Linked DNA regions of Neogale vison: region 2 is linked to region 1. Evidence: chromatin contacts called from public Hi-C data. All regions are on one chromosome and are shown on one strand. The core of a region is the stretch at or near the end of the contact, and the rest is flanking DNA. Distances in the headings are between cores, read along the strand shown. Region 1 overlaps LOC122908796 (lipoma-preferred partner). Region 2 overlaps LOC122908796 (lipoma-preferred partner).

Evidence for each region. A called contact is a pair of places that touch in the nucleus more often than the background predicts.
Region 2: a contact with region 1 is called in a Hi-C map of fibroblasts, with 5 times the contacts expected there. The contact joins two enhancer-like sites. A contact is called at or near these places in 3 of 3 Hi-C or Micro-C datasets (fibroblasts, muscle and tongue).

The regions. Positions count from the first base shown.
Region 1 is chr6:110,622,262-110,624,961 of ASM_NN_V1, reverse strand. All of the region lies in intron 2 of LOC122908796 (lipoma-preferred partner), which reads right to left. Among named protein-coding and RNA genes, the nearest start is that of BCL6, 460 kb to the right of the region's middle. Within about 2 kb of position 1,366, the one cell type or tissue checked has open chromatin away from gene starts, as enhancers often do. A contact at or near this core is called in fibroblasts, where this site is marked.
Region 2 is chr6:110,692,719-110,695,418 of ASM_NN_V1, reverse strand. The region is part of intron 5 of LOC122908796 (lipoma-preferred partner); the gene reads right to left. Among named protein-coding and RNA genes, the nearest start is that of BCL6, 530 kb to the right of the region's middle. Within about 2 kb of position 1,363, the one cell type or tissue checked has open chromatin away from gene starts, as enhancers often do. A contact at or near this core is called in fibroblasts, where this site is marked.

The sequences.
Region 1 (2,700 bases), core at 117-2,616:
GGGCCGTGAGTTCAAGCCCTGCATTGGGCTCTGTGCTCAATATGGAGTCTGCTTAGGATTCTCTCTCTCCCTCTCCCTCTGCCACTCCTGCTAGTTCTCTCTCTCTCAAATACATAAATAAATCTTTAAAAAAAAAAAAAAAAGCCACCTGAAAAATAGCTTGACTGCCATGCTCCTCCTTCCAGCAATGTTCCTGAGACAGAGGCCATAGCCCAGAACACCCTCCCCCCACAACGTGTCAAGGATTCCTGTAAACTGCCACTCGGCATAGAACCAATGAATAATAATGAAGGGCTAGCCAGGGGTACCCTGACTCACAAGCCAGGCATGGCCCAGTGAGGAGGCCCAGGGAAGAGTCACCCAACGTGACCAAGCGAAAAGGCCTTCATCGCATAGACTTTCATAGCCAGCGTGAGGAAGCAGTAAGGGCTATGTTTCCCTCTGGGCCACATTTCTTCATCGACATAGGTCCCACTTTCTCACTGTTGAGAGACATCCGGGGGGCAGGAAGTTTAAAGAAGGCAGTACAGTGGTCCTAGGGGCTGCCAGCAGTCTTGACGTGCCTCGGGACAGTGGTTTTCAAAGTGGGTTCCCCAGAGGCACAGGGTTCCGGAAAGATAAGTGGGCCCGGTGTGGAAGCTTATTGGATCTTCCAAATGTAACCACAGCACCCCCATGAACTACCCTGTGGTTATCTCCTATCCTGGGATTTCACATCACACATCATGAGCAGCTGGAAATAGGAGTCCACAAAGGAGAAAACCCAAAGAGCCTACTGTCCAAAGTCATACAGCCAGTATATGCCTTCCTGGAGGAAGGCGTGGGAATGACAGGCTAGTGAGAAACAAGCAGGGAAAGTAGATAAGAAAACTCCAGAGAGATCAACCCAGCACCCCCAGAAGGCTGGAGCTCTCTAGAAAGATCTGAGAAGGAAGAAGCGAAGGATGATGGGAGCCAGGCAGAACAGAACATCCCAGGTCTGGAACTCCGTCCCTTCTCTCCTCTGTGCTCATGTCTGGGACTTCACTCCCAAGCGAACCACCCTGGGAGAAAGGCCTTCCTGCTTGGTGCTGGGATCTGGAAGGGGAGGGGAAAAGCTGCCCCAGAGGGCAGCACGCACTTTTATTCTTTCTCTGACGATGCGTACGGCACACTGGCCCCTCGGCAGGGGGAGAAAGACCTCTGAGACAACCACAGACTTGAGCTTTTCATTCCTCCATCTTTACACAGGCCAAATAGGGATAAGGGAGCCACATCAACCCCAGAGCTGTCTGGCAAAAGCACAGGGAGGGCCTCCAATCTGCTTAGTAACAGCAATAGAAAGTGCTAAATGAGTGAGTCAAGAAATATTTCTGGAAGAGCTATTCAACTGGAATGCTTGGAGAGCCACCCGCATTGCAATAACTCGATCTGTCCTCATCTTTTAGCACACGCACGAGCCCGGCTTGAAAAAGGGACTTCACGGCTCCAGAGGCAGCCAAATAAATAAATAAACACGCAGCAATCTCTCGGCGGCTTACTGAAGTTACCGGGAAGAAAGTTATGTCCGCAATAAGGATGTGATTTCATTCTTCTCTCCCTGTCTCCTTTCGCATCTTTTCCCCAACCACTTTTGGTAGTGAGCAGTTTGTCACGCATCCAAGGGAAGCGACACAGCCTCCTGCGTGGCCGATCCATCTAAAAAACATATCATCTGTCTGTGCGGCAGAAAGCCCAGTTGGAATAAGCAAGTTCTGTGCGTTCAACTAGAAAACACTTCTTGTTCTCGCTGTCAAAATAATTCTGTATTAAACTTCTGGGATATGTGACTAATGTGCCTGGAACCTTTTGGAGCGACTGGTTTATTTATTTTAGGGAGGGGAGCGCGGCTGCTGGCAGCGGGGGTGGTGACAGAGAAAGAGGAGGAGGAGGAAGAGAAGAGGGGAGGAATGGGAAACAGGAACAGGCAGAGAGGGGCTGCCCGGAGAGCTCGAGCAGCAGCCCCTGGAACCAGCACTGCCAAGCTGCTTCCCCCAGAAGCATCTCGAGAAGGAGCCGGGCCAGGCCAGGAGAGAGAAGAGAAGACAGATAAAGGTTGGCAGTGCACACTTCCCAGAGTCAAGGTTGCCCAACAGTTCCTCAAAAGACTCGGAAAATGAAAAAGTCAAAGCAAAACAAAACACACACACACACTTCACCAGAGTAATCCTATCACAGTTCCTTCCAAAACCCATAAAAGCTCCCTACTGCTTACAGGAAAAAGCCCCAAATACAATAGAGGCACATGTTAAACTCCAATGATGTGACGGCAATGCCTTCTCCGAGCGCACCTTCTAGACTCAGCCTGCCATCCCCAGTCCCTCTGCAGATTCGCACGCCTCTGCGGATCCCTCCCTCTCGAAGACACAGCTCTCCTCCCTTGTTGATCACAGCCTAGCAATCTTTCAAGACCTAGAACAGCAAAGCCTGCCCCACTGGCAGCCAATAGACCCCGTACTCTCTGCACGCTTGTAACTCCGGTGTTGATCGGAGCTGGCAGCCTGCCTCCAGGTACCCATGGCTTGCTGGCACACCTGTCTGCCCACTCCCTTGCCCACCCTCTCTCCCTGGAAACCAGCCTCTCCGAAGCACCCCCAGTGTGCGTGCACACATCAGTACTGACTGTCCAGCCATCAGGGGTCCTCTACACCTGTCTCAGGACGCCTAGGGGAGTCGGAGGGC
Region 2 (2,700 bases), core at 114-2,613, 70 kb before region 1:
TATTGGCACCACTGTAATTTGTCCATTCACCAATATGCTTCCCGAAAAGCACCCATATGCTTTCTTTTAGCTTCCATATGCTTTTTTAGCAAGGAAACTAAAATATTTCATTAGTTTTGAGTAATTAATAATTACTTATTTCACAATAGTCACCCTCATTAAAACACGAAAATAACTGATTAAGCTGCAGGATCCTGGCTTTCAACTCAAGCTCTTTTCCTTTTTCCCTTTTTTTTTTTTTTTTTTAAATCTTCTCCTCTAGGAATTGAGTAACAGAGTAAAACAGCCAGTGTGGAAACGTCAGCGCGGTAGGAGAATGGGGAGTTCTCACATGCACAGCCCGGCGTGCCTCTCGACTGAGACATCATGGTTTAATGAAAAGAACATGGACTTTGTGAGCAGAAAGACTTGGGATCCAATCCCAGGTTGACCCCTGTGAGTCGTACTTCTGAGGAAATGAAAGGCGTTGAAAAGATAAAGGCTGCTGGATTCCTTCAAGCTGGCCTTCCATGATTCCCAGGGAGCCACTTCACAGGTTTCCCTCCCGCCATCGCAAGGCATGGGGAAGGCATGCCCCAAAAAGGCTGGCAGCATGCCAGCCACTGGCACCAGGCCATGGCCAATGGTCTTGACATTGATCTCAGGCATAAAACAATGCTTCTCCAGCTCTAATGAGCATAGGAACTACCTGGGGATCTTGTTAAAATGCAGATTCTGATTCAGGAGGTCTGCAGTGTGGCTTGAGGTCTGCATTTCTAACAAGCTCCCAGGTGATGCTGATGTCCCTGGTCTTCAGACCAAACTTTGAGAGAAGCCAGAGCCTACAAGGTACCAAGATGAAATCAAAAGTAGAATCTGGAGAAGGAGGACAAGGGTGCCTGTCTCTTCAGGCTACGATGGCCTCATCCAGTCCGGTTAACCATCATGCTGCCACGTACTGAACTTGTCCTCGCCAGAGTCCTGGCAGTATGGTCCTGGCAGTACCATTTCCATTCGACACACAACAAAACCGAGACCCAAAGAAATCAGGTCATGTACCAGAGGTCATGCAACGAAGAACACCAGATTCCCAATCCAGGTGTGTTGGCCTATCGAGTCTATCTGCTATGCATCAGGCAGTGGAAGACAGAAAATCTTAGGTGGACACTACCACAGAGGCTGGTATTAAGTCTGCTTTCTCCTTTGCCTCTGTTTCCCCACAGCTGAGGTGAAGACATGGCACCTGACAATCTCTGGGGCCTCTCCGACCCTCTGACACCACCTTTCACTCTCAGAGCTCCCAGGTCCACTCACAGGGGGTCACTGAGCAGGAAGCATTAGCTTCACACATGTGGCAGACATTATATCTTGGCACGATCCAAATTCTAGCTGCTCACATCTGCATTTGTGCTGATTCGTGCATGGTCAGAAGTCTATCTCTGTTTAAAAAAATCCCACGCTCAGTCTAACAGAGAGACGTTAATACGCAGATTCCCCAAAGCACTGACATTCCAATCCAGCTGATAACTCACAGCTATCAGGGTACTGGGACTCTAATCTGTTTTGTCTCTTCCTCATCTCACCGACAAAAATGAAGAAATTAAGACCACTAACCTGACAGAGCTTGAAGAAAAAGGAAAAAAAAAAAAAAAGAGCTATTTACAATGCATTTTATACAACTATCCAACATGTTTTAGTCTGACTTGAGGTGCCAGATAAGCATTTAATTAATAATTTATCATTTGAATGATTCAGGATATGTGATCTTGTCCCTCTCTGAACTCCCACAGCACACATGGACTGCACTCCTCTGGGATCCACGGACCGTTTTCTACCTGGGATGTCTATGGTTTCTAGAATTTTCGTTGTCCCTATGCATATTCAGTATGACTCCCCAGAGGCACTCACATATTTGGGACCAGATCTGGATTGGAATCCAGACTTTGTTATTTATTAGCTGTATGACTGGACAGATTACTCAATCACTCTGATCTCAGCTTCTGTACACGAAAAACGGACAAAAAAAATAATTTTCTGTTTTGCCAGATTAAGTGAAATAATATATAAAAATGGCTATCCTTTACTGAATCTGGGTTAGAAGTAGTTTGAGTGAGTGAGAGTGAGTGAAGCGAGCAGAACAGCAGTCTCAATGTTAAAATATCACTCAACAGTTTGAGACATTGAACTGTGCAGGTCACACTCATAAACAAGGCTGAGGCTCCGAGGAGAAACACAGGTGAACTACAAAAAATCTAGCAGCAACAGAAAATGTAGCCAAATGTCATCTTGGGCCTTCCTTATCAAAGAATGCCTTCTGCTTAACCTAGAATCTACACTGGCCTTCAGAAGCCCTAGAAGCCTCCTAAAATTATAGCCAACATTCTATACAGATGTGCATTTTCTAACTATTTCATAGATTTACCTGAATTCTTTAATATTCCATAATCCTCTTCCGACGCTGCCACCTACCCCCCACCCAACACACACAGGCATCACACAAGAGTTAAAAACACCTTAAAAAACCTTAGACAAGTCCCTTGACAAAAAGAGACCTTCCCATGGTGCGGGGGGGGGGGTGATTTTAATATTTAAAAGCTGAGGGAGGCAAACACACTGTTTAAAACCTCCATGGGCAGTGAAAGTTAAGATAATGAGCACTGCAAACCCAAGAGAAAGGCGGTTCTGGATTCCAGACCTGGCTCAGCTGCACATTGCTCTGGG